Linked DNA regions of Sus scrofa: region 1 is linked to region 2. The links are chromatin contacts, called in public HiChIP or PLAC-seq maps. All regions are on one chromosome and are shown on one strand. The core of a region is the stretch at or near the end of the contact, and the rest is flanking DNA. Distances in the headings are between cores, read along the strand shown.

Region 1 (5,359 bases), core at 1,070-3,569, 130 kb before region 2:
GCAACAGGATGTTGTTTTAAATGTATTTCTTTTTCTTTCTTTTTTTTTTTTTTTTTTTTTTTTTTGCTTTTTAGGGCTGCACCCATGGCATATGGAAGTTCCCAGGCTAGGGGCTGAATCAGAGCTACAGCTACCATCCTACACCACAGCCACAGCAATGCCAGATCCTTAACCCACTGAGTGAGGCCAGGGATCAAGCCCAGGTCCTCATGGATGCTAGTCAGGTTCACTAATTGCTGAGCCACGACAGGAACTCCTAAATGTATTTCCTTTTCTATATTTTCACATCATTTTAGAGTGCTGTACTTGTTCTCAGTGACAACAAACAACCACATAGAAAAAGGGAACAATTTTAAACTGAAACCTGTAGGCCAAAAATGCATTATGCTCCATTTTGCAAATCCACATCCATTATCCACCAGTTTACTGTCCTGACACATACATATATCCATGGTTTCAAACTTTTGTTTTCCCAAGCAACCTTCTGTGAATAAAAATCTGACATGTAAATTACAGTGAACAATAAAAATAACAATTCTAGGGAGGGATAAATTAAGAATTGGAGATTAATGGATACATACTACTGCCCATGAAATAGATAAATACAAGGACCAACTGTATAGTCAGGGAACTATATTTATTATCTTGTAATAACCAATGATGGAAAATAATCTTAAAAATAATGGATATGTATAACTGAAACATTTTGCTGTTCACCTGAAGCTAACATTATAAATCAACTATATTTCAATCAAAACAAAACCAAAAACAACTCTGAGTGCCTTTGGTGGAAAAAACCCAAATACCGCCCCCATCTCCACTATCCCACCTCCTTGTCACCTTACACACTGGTGGGAACGCCAGGAAACATGATTTTAAAACTGTGGAATTAGGAGTTCCCGCTGTGACACAACAGGACTGACCACATCTCTGCAGCACCAGGATGAAGGTTTGATTCCCAGCTCAGCACAGTGGGTTAAAGGATCTGGTGCTGCCATAGCTGCGGTGTAGGTCACAACTGGGGCTTGGATCTGATCCCTGGCCCAGGAACTCCATATGCTGCAGAGCCACCAAAAAAAGAAAAAAAAAAAAAAAAAAAAAAAATTTGGAATTAGGAGTTCCCACTGTGGTGCAGTGAGTTAAGGACCCAGCACTGCTGCAGCTGTGGCATGGGTGGCAGCTGTGGCTCAGATTTGATCCCTGGCCTGGGAACATCCACAGGCTGCAGATGCAGCCAAAGGGGAAGACTGTGGAATTGTATGTATTGTTATTATTTTAATTCCTTTAAGATATATTTATTATCGATAAAATTTTATGATAATTTTTACCTTGCATCTAAAAAGGTAACTGGTCCACTGGGTTCTCTGATGGAAGACAGAAACTGCTGAGGCTTAACTGTGTAAGGACATGTAGTCTCATCACATCCCAATAACCCTCCCAGACGGGTACTGTCCGACTTTCTTGCCTTCGCTTCCCTGTCTTCTTTTTTTTGTCTGGTTCTCCCTCTGTCTCTCTCTCTCCCTTCTTCCTTATCTCTTCCTTCTTTCTTCTTTCCTTTCTCCCTCCCTCTCTCTTTCTTTCTTTCTTTCTTTTTTTTTTTTGTCTTCTTTTCTAGGGATGCACCATGGCATATGGAGATTCCCAGGCTAGGGGTCGAATCGGAGCTGTAGCCACCAGCCTACGCCACAGCCACAGCAACTTGGGATCCGAGCCTTGTCTGCAACCTACACCACAGCTCACAGCAACACCGGATCCTTAACCCACTGATCGATGCCAGGAATTGAACCCGAAATCTCATGGTTGCTAGTTGGATTTATTTCTGTTCCACAGTGGGAACTCCTCTTTTTTCTTTTCTTTTTTTTTTTTTTTTTTTCATTTTTGGCTGCCCTGTGGCATATGGAGCTCCTGAGCCAGGGATCCAATCGGAGCCACAGCCACATCCTAAGCCACAGCTTCTGCAACGCTTGTTCCCTAACCCGCTGTACCACTCTAGGGATCAAACCTGAGTCCCAGTGCTCCCAAGATGCCACCGATCCCGCTGTGCCACAGCAGGAGCTCCTGTCTTTCTGAACCAAGCCTTGCTTACAAAGATATATCCAAAGCTAAGAACTAAACCAATATAATAATGCGACCAGGGAGAAGGAGTAATAAACAGGGGGGAAATAAGATGACGTCAGGGAAAAGCTCTGACCCTCCAAACAGAGGGTTAGGACTGCACGTTTTGGTAGAAGCAGGCTGAAAATCTAGCTCTGAGGTCTCTAGAAGCCAAACTCAAAAAAGGAAATAGCATCAATTACGTAATTCACACTCTCTACAGGAGACAACCCGGTTTTCTTAGGGCAGCAGAACTGAGGCCTGAGGGTGTATCTTCTCCCAGGACACTCGTGAGCTGCAGGAATCGCAAGTTTTGAGTTTCTTATAATGTCCTTCAGTGAACACTGATGGCTTAGGTATGTGTGTTCCCACTTTATAGAGCAGGGACCAGAGCTCAGAGAAGTTAAGTTTCCTCTCTCATATCACACAGTAGGGTAGAGAGGCAGCTACGATTCAAGTCTCTTCTCCTCTCCTTGCTGTCTATTCACGTTGCCTTCGCGTTTCTGTTTGACACTCATTTCATCCACCCATGCATTCACCCAGCAATTATTCATTAAGGATATAATATGTCCAGCCCATGGGAGATGGGGAAAAAAAAAAAAAAACTATAATAGGGAGAGCCTATCTAGGTGTTCTAGTGGAGGGAATTTTGCTTTCATTTAAATCGAATCTTCTGTTGCAGGAAATTGTACATAACCTTGTAGCCTTTACTGAATTCTTGTGACTAATCTGGCTTGGCTCTCCTTAGACCCCCACCACCAGTCCACGGATGCACCAAGAGAGGGCTCTCCCCCATTGCATTTTATTTAGCAAGGCCTTTGGTGAAGCCTGGGCCTTCCTGTTTTGAGGTATCTGATTTCTTGGTTCATGGATGGTCATGCGATGATGAGATACATTCATTCATTTACAAATATTTATGAATTCCTACTACAAGCCCGGCTTGGATCTTTGCTTTGGGTGGGGCGTGCTTACCTCCCCCAGGTTACCCTGAAAACATGACCCAGTGTCAAAGGTCAAGAGAACGAACAAATGACATCTCTGCATCTCAACTTGGCCTCTCCTTTGACGTGAGAGTTTTAGATGGCAGAGCACTGAGTCACTGGTGAGAAGCACACGTAAAGGCATAAAATAAGACGGCAGTTGAAGGGTCAAGGGCAGGGCTGAGGACGAGAGGACAGAATGACCGTGTTGGGTGAGAGTGAAAATCTGGAGCTCATGGTACCGTGGAAAAGCAGAGAAAATATTTTCGCATAAAAACTGCAGGACCCATTCAAATAAGAGACCTAGGAAGCGAAAACAGGGTTATTTGAAACCCATGTGACTTTTAAACCATTTTTAAACCATGGCAGGCAGGACAAGACAAGCAACCTTGAACATTTAGAAAACCACATTTTTCTAAGAGATTTCTATAAACACGAGAAGCCGAATAGTGAGCCTTCACATTAAAAAAAATCCAAAACCCTACGGTGATTTAATAGCTGAAGGAAAAGAGAATTGAAGTTTCGGAGGCGAAGGAGAGGGGCAGTGACCAGCCTAAATTACTGTGAACCCATTTGTTTGTTGGCCCAAACAGAAACAGATATCTCAAAAGAATCTCTTTTAGCAGCAGAAGGAGCTGGAAGTCCTGGAAACACGACCCAGTGTTTAGAGACAGAGGAACCTAAGAAATAATTTAGCACAGCTCCCTCGTTTTATAAGTGAGGAGCCTGAAGGGCCGAAGAGATGCGAAGCTTTGTCTCTGGAGGAGTTCTCAAAGCAATGCCCGGCTAGGAAATGCAGAGCTGAAAGGGCAGAGCAGGGAAAGGAGTGACCATTAACAGGGCCCCTTAAGATCCAGAACAGAGAGGACACCCCTGAACTAATTACACCGAATGTGCAAATGGCAGCATTTTCACAAAGCAGGAGGAGGAGGTAATTAATGGAAAAATGTGCAGATCAGACCATTTCTAAGAAGGATGTTGCTGGGGTTAGAATTAAAGATGAGGTACTTTACATAGTCTATTAATACATTTGCCTGAAAAAAAAAATACACCCACATCAATTCATGCATATTTGACAGTGTAGGCTATAACAATATTAGCAAGATTCATAAGGGTAACTGACAAGGGTTTGTTTGCAAATTACTGGCACCATATTGGCAGCTGACTCTAGAGAGGTCACTGCAGTGATGGGGTGGGTGGGCTGAGGGCACAGAAGCAGTGGCCGAGGAAGGCATATCCTTTTGCAAGGCCTGAATGAGCAGTTTCTCGGGCTTTGCTCTGCTGTTCCTGCAGTAAATGCGGCCCCTTTAAATGTCTGCATCATCTAACTATGTCTTGCCAAGAACCATCTTAAGGTCTTTTGCAAATCAGTGGCAAATTCTGAAACCCCTTTTCTGAATCACTGCCCAACTCATGAATCTAAGAAGACAAATCTCAAATCATGTATCTAAGTCACGTCTGGCTGCTTTTTCTTCCCTAAGCACTTAGGTTTATTAAATCAATAATTACAGCATCCCAGGACATTTGGCCAAAGAAAGTACCTGCTGTTCATTTTGAGATGATGATTTTGAAAGTTGCAAGAAAATTAAATAACCATCCCTCCCCCCCCTCCCCAAACTACAAAAAGCCGCAAAACCTGTTCGTTCCTTTAGGCCAGGGGGTTTTGAGTCTCTGTTCCCAGGAGGCTGGTATTTTCCAGATGGGTAGTGAAAGAGGATTTCTGAGAATGACTTCTTATAATAAAAGTACCTGATTCAAGTTCCCTGAAGTCTGCATGCAGGAACTATTCTCAGGAGTTTACTATCGAACACAGTGGTGCAAAATTTACAGAAGGAAGTGCCATCTCTAAAGCATGTGTGAAAAATGCAAGCTGAATTTCTTCTGAGGGGTTTCATAACTGGTAACAAAAAGAAGCCAGGAAGTTGATAAAAGGTGACCTGGAAGAATGAGACAGCTCATGGGCTGGAATCATAACTGAAAAGAGGTGACACTGTGCTGGTCGGTATTTTGCTTCAATAGATTGATGCCCAGTTACGTAACTACCAGAGGCAGAGCAGTATCTGTAACCCCGCGTCACGTTGCCAAGGGACTCTTTTGAATGTGCCCTACTTTTCTTGCAACTTGACCCAGTGGGTAAAGTAAAATGGTAAACTCAGGACCCAAATTCCCAGTTTGGCCTCAGTAAGTTCAGTAGGTATCCAGGGGAAAACCGTACAACCTGCCAACACCTCTCCGAGCGGCAAGTCACGCCAAACGACACGTCATTCAGAACAGCAGTGACACCG
Region 2 (4,853 bases), core at 459-2,958:
GAATAAGGTTTGGGGGTTTTTGCCAAGACAATACCACCATATCAATGTTCATTTTCCGACTTGGATCCCTGAGCTCTGATGATCGAAGAGAACATTCTTCTTCGCATTATTATTTTTTTAAATCCCCACTGAAATGTTCGGAGGGAAAAGGGCACCATTTCTGCAGTTATTCCCAAACATCTCAGCAGCATCCGCGCACACACGTGAAGGCGGCCTGGGAAGAGGCGGCGCTGACATTTGGGGACCCGAGACAGTGGCGGATGGGAGAGCTTTGTGCTGGCTTTGCAACATTCCGTAATTTGGAAACTCTTTCAAAAGAAAAGGTTTTTAAAAGTTAGATATTCGAGCTAAGGAAGAGACAAAGAAGGAATAGAAAGAGAAAGAGAAGGAGGAGGAAGAGGCTGAAGAGGAGGAGGGGTGGGGGGAGGGGGACTATTTCCTCTGAACGTGCGCCCCCGCCCCCCCCCCAATTCCACGCCACAGAGGCGCCCCAGCAATGTTGCCTTTATCCGGAGGTTTCCAATCTGACTGTCTTCCCAAGTGGATCTTCATTAAGCAATTGAGTTGCAAGAAACTAGAGACCCAAACAAAATGCTCTGAAAAAAATTGGGGGACAGGATGCCGCAGCAACCCCCATCTCCCTTAGCGCCTCCCTGATCTGTGGTCTCGTCCCCACTCGGGGCCCTGCTTACCTTACTGCTCTGCGACACCTCAGCCCTGTCCCCTCACCCAGCGGCGCATGCGTGGTCCCCCAGGCCACCCTTGCCTCCTTCTGCCTCGTAACTTTCAGGTGGGACTCCCTCTGCACCTCACCTCTGCCCCTCTTGGATAACTGAGGGCTCATCCAGCCGACTAGGTGGCCAGCAGCAGTTCCCAGGAAGTTCCTGTCATGGCTCAGCAGAAACCAACCTGACTAGTGTCCATGGGGAGGCAGGTTCCATCCCTGGCCTCCTTTGAGGTTTCAGTGTTGCTGCGGCTTGGATCTGGTGCATCTGGTGTGTGGCTGTGGTGTAGGCTGGGAGCTGCAGCTCCAACTCGACCCCCAGCCTGGGAACTTCCACATGCTTCAGGTTTGGCCCTAAAAAGCAAAAAAAAAAAAAAAAAAAGGCACCACCTCCCAGCCAGTACAAGGATTGGACCCTGGGGGTCTGGCCTGGCAGGAGAGGAGGGAGAAGGGTGGGCGGGGCAGTCCCCTTAAAGGGGCCGTTGGTGTGGAAGGAAGATGCTCCAGCCTCTGGGGCTCAGCCCCTCAAATGCAGTCTTGAATATTTCAGCCCTCTGAGCTGGTCCAGGGGAGAGAAACAGTACAGAATCTGGTGCTTCTTTTTTTTCTTTTCAATCTCTCCCCTCTCTTACACACACACACACACACCAGCAGCAGCAGCAGCAGCAGCTTCAGCTCAGCACTGCTGCCAACCCATTTGATGTCTCCCTTCCTTCTGGAAAGAGTATTTCTGTCCTACCAGCCAACTCCACAGACAATGTTCCTGCAGTCATTTTCCTGCCACTGTGTTGGTTTTTTCGGTCAGGCTCACCAGCTCCACAGTTAACCTCTGTGGTTTATAACTGCAAAATCCAGTGATTTGGATTCCATCATTGGCAGGGTCTCTTCTGGCTCTAAAAATCTGTGGTTGGCAGTTCCAGAGAAATCCGGTCGAGGACACAGGGAGAGCTGCCAGCGGGGCCTTCCCACTGGGTCTGGAAATGCTTGGAGGCAAAGCTGTGTGGCCAGCGCCCTCTCGTGGGCACATCTGACACCTCAAACAGCCACAGCGCCTGGAGGAAATCCCAGGATCAAGACAAGAAAACATTTCGAGGATCATAGTTAACCTTGAACTGAGGGCTTTCTAAGTGCGGGTGCTCATCTCACGGAGGTAACCAAGTGACACCCTGCCTGGTGGGGTTGCTAGTACTTCCACTGTATCTTTTTTTGTCTTTTTTAGGGCCGTATCTGCGGCATACGGAGGTGCCCAGACTAGGGGTCAAATCAGAGCTACAGCGGCTGGCCTACACTACAGTCACAGCAACGCAGGATCCGAGCTGCATCTGTGACCTACACTACAGCTCACAGCTATGCCAGATCCTTGACCCACTGAGTAAGGCCAGGGATTGAACCCGCAACCTCACGGATACTAGTCAGCTTCCTTGCTGCTGAGCTGCAACCGGAACTCCTACTTCCACTTTAGAGGAGAGGAAATTGAGGAACCCAAGGCTGAAATAACTTGTCCCAAGTCACACAGCTCACAGGTCGAAGAGCGGGGTCTGAGCTGTCTTCAGAACTCATCATTATGCTGCCTCATCCAAGGAAAATTCCTTTAAATGTTTTTTAAAATGGAAACCCATTTGGAGATTACCTCGCCGGCATTTCCCTCAATGGCCCACTGTCTAGAGGCAGTTTTGCATGAGGGTAATAAGGTTATGGGGAAAAACAAAAAATGGAGTTCCCTGGTGGCCTATCAGTTAAGGATCTGGCATTGTCACTGCTGTGGGGTGGGTTTGATCCCTGGTCTGGGAACTTCTGCATACCATGGGTGCAGCCCAAAAAAACCCACACAAAAAACAAAAACAGGATAATAAGGTTATGGGTATGTGATGGCGGGGGCAGAAGACAGTGTGCCATAATGAAACGAGTCCGAGAAACGCTGGGTTAAAGAACATGTGTGGGCAGTCCCCGTTATGGCACAGCAGAAACAAATCCAACTGGTATCCATGAGGATGAGAGTTTGATCCCTGGCCTCACTCAGTGGGCTAAGGATCGGGCGTTGCCATGAACTTCAGTATACATCGCAGACACGGCTCGGATCCCACTGTGTTGGTGTAGACTGGCAGCTGTAGCTCTGATTCAACCCCCAGCCTGGGAACTTCCATATGCCTCATGTGTGGCCCTAAAAAGGAAAAAAACAAAACAAAACCACATGATGATTCTCTGCCTTCATTATGCTAATGTGCACTGAGAAAGTGAAGGCAATCTCCAGAAACCTCAAACTCCTTAGACCAGAGCTTCTTTTTTTTTTTTTTTTTTTTTTTTTTTTTTTGCTATTTCTTGGGCCGCTCCTGCGGCATATGGAGGTTCCCAGGCTAGGGGCTGAATCGGAGCTGCAGCCACCGGCCTACGCCAGAGCCACAGCAACGCGGGATCCGAGCCGCGTCTGCAACCTACACCACAGCTCACGGCAACGCCGGATCGTCAACCCACTGAGCAAGGCCAGGGATCGAACTCGCAACCTCATGGTTCCTAGTTGGATTCGTTAACCACTGCGCCACGGCGGGAACTCCAGACCAGAGCTTCTCATTAGAGTTTAGTTCCTTGACCTCGGAACCCCCGGGCCCGATGCTGCTTTGGGGTGGGTGTTGCGAGGACTGTCCTACACTACAGGAGGTTTAGCAGCATCCCCGTGTCTCTACCCACTACATGTCCAGGCAGCCCCGCTTCCCAAGTCCTGACAATCAAAAATGTCTCCAGAGGAGTTCCCATCATGGCACAGCGGAAACGAATCGGACTAGGAACCATGAGGTTGCGGGTTCGATCCCTGGCCTTGCTCAGTGGGTTAAGGATCCAGCGTTGCGGTGAGCTGTGGTGTAGGTGCAGATGAGGCTCGGATCCCATGTTGCTGTGGCTGTGAACCTAGCCCGGGAACCTCCATATGCCATGGGTACGGCCCTAAAAAGACAAAAAACAAAAAACAAAAAAAAAAAGTCTCCAGACATGGCCAGATGTCCCGTGAGGGCCAAGAATGAAGCTGCTGCTTTAGAGCACATTACAGTTTTTTTCTTGAAGCAACCCAAAGGACTAATGTTCCAGGGAACTCACTTCTGGACACAGGTTTAATTCATTTCTGTTTAATTTATAGGTAAGGAAATAAAGGCCTAGGAAGGTGAGGTGACTCACTTATGGCAGTCACTGAACTTGAGGGGTGCAATTTCTACAGTCTGAACCCCCAGTACCAGGTTGAATAGAAGTGGTGGGGGCAGGAGTTCCCCTGTGGTGCAGTGGATTAAGGATCTGGGGGTGTCACTGCCGAGTCTCAGGCCACTGCTGTGGTGAGGGTTTAATCCCTGGCCCAAGAATTTGCACGTGCTGCAGACACAGCCAAAAAAAAAAGTGGTGAGAGCAGATAAAAAACAAACAAAGCCCTGAGTGATGCATATAAAAGCCATGTTTCTAAATAAACTGCAGGCCTTTGGGCTTCAATCCTATCCTAGGTTTTCTTGGGTGATGCTGAAAATGCAGGCTGGGGTGGGATCGGGAGACAGCTTTCCCTCAGATCTGTAAAGTCCTATCTTTGTCACTAGGGCTGCATCACAGATGTTCAAACACCCTACACATTTCCTTCTCTTCCTGATGCAGCTCCTGGACCCAGGGCACTAGACACTCACCAAAGGACAGACCAGCTCATGGCTGACCCTGTGGTCAGAGTCCGACTGTAGTGAATTTCTATTCTTTAAATCAAAAGCAAGCAAGGGGCTAAGTTCAGAAAGAGTCCCTTTGCCTGTAGTTCCCGTCATGGCTCAGTGGTTAACGAATCTGACTAGGAACCATGAGGTTGCGGGTTCGTTCCCTGGCCTTACTCAGTGGGTTAAGGATCCGGCGTTGCCGTGAGCTGTGGTGTAGGTCGCAGATGCGGCTCGGATCCTGAGTGGCTGTGGCTGTGGCGTAGCTCCAATTCAACCCCTAGCCTGGGAACCTCCATATGGCGTGGGTGCAGCCCTAAAAAGACCAAAAAAAACAAAAACAAAAACAAAAACAAACAAACAAACAAAAAAAAACCCTTCCCTTACTGAATTCTCCCATAGTCCCTTTTCCTTGTGGGTTTCCCAGCAGTGGCAGTGCTGGGACCAAAGCTGGCATCTTG

What was found. HiChIP or PLAC-seq counts read pairs in DNA pulled down with a chosen protein or histone mark.
Region 1: a contact with region 2 is called in an H3K27ac HiChIP or PLAC-seq map of alveolar macrophages, with 13 times the contacts expected there. The contact joins two enhancer-like sites. A contact is called at or near these places in 2 of 5 promoter capture datasets (fetal liver and liver), 25 of 47 Hi-C or Micro-C datasets (adipocytes, alveolar macrophages, blood and 17 more) and 2 of 2 datasets of contacts at active chromatin or transcription factors (alveolar macrophages and skeletal muscle).

Annotation. Positions count from the first base shown.
Region 1 is chr11:21,178,836-21,184,194 of Sscrofa11.1, reverse strand. The region is part of intron 3 of LCP1 (plastin-2); the gene reads right to left. Among named protein-coding and RNA genes, the nearest start is that of CPB2, 53 kb to the left of the region's middle. Within about 2 kb of position 2,319, at least 7 of the 83 cell types and tissues checked have an H3K27ac peak or open chromatin away from gene starts, as enhancers often do. A contact at or near this core is called in alveolar macrophages, where this site is marked.
Region 2 is chr11:21,044,801-21,049,653 of Sscrofa11.1, reverse strand. No RefSeq gene overlaps it. Among named protein-coding and RNA genes, the nearest start is that of RUBCNL, 52 kb to the right of the region's middle. Within about 2 kb of position 1,708, at least 12 of the 83 cell types and tissues checked have an H3K27ac peak or open chromatin away from gene starts, as enhancers often do. A contact at or near this core is called in alveolar macrophages, where this site is marked.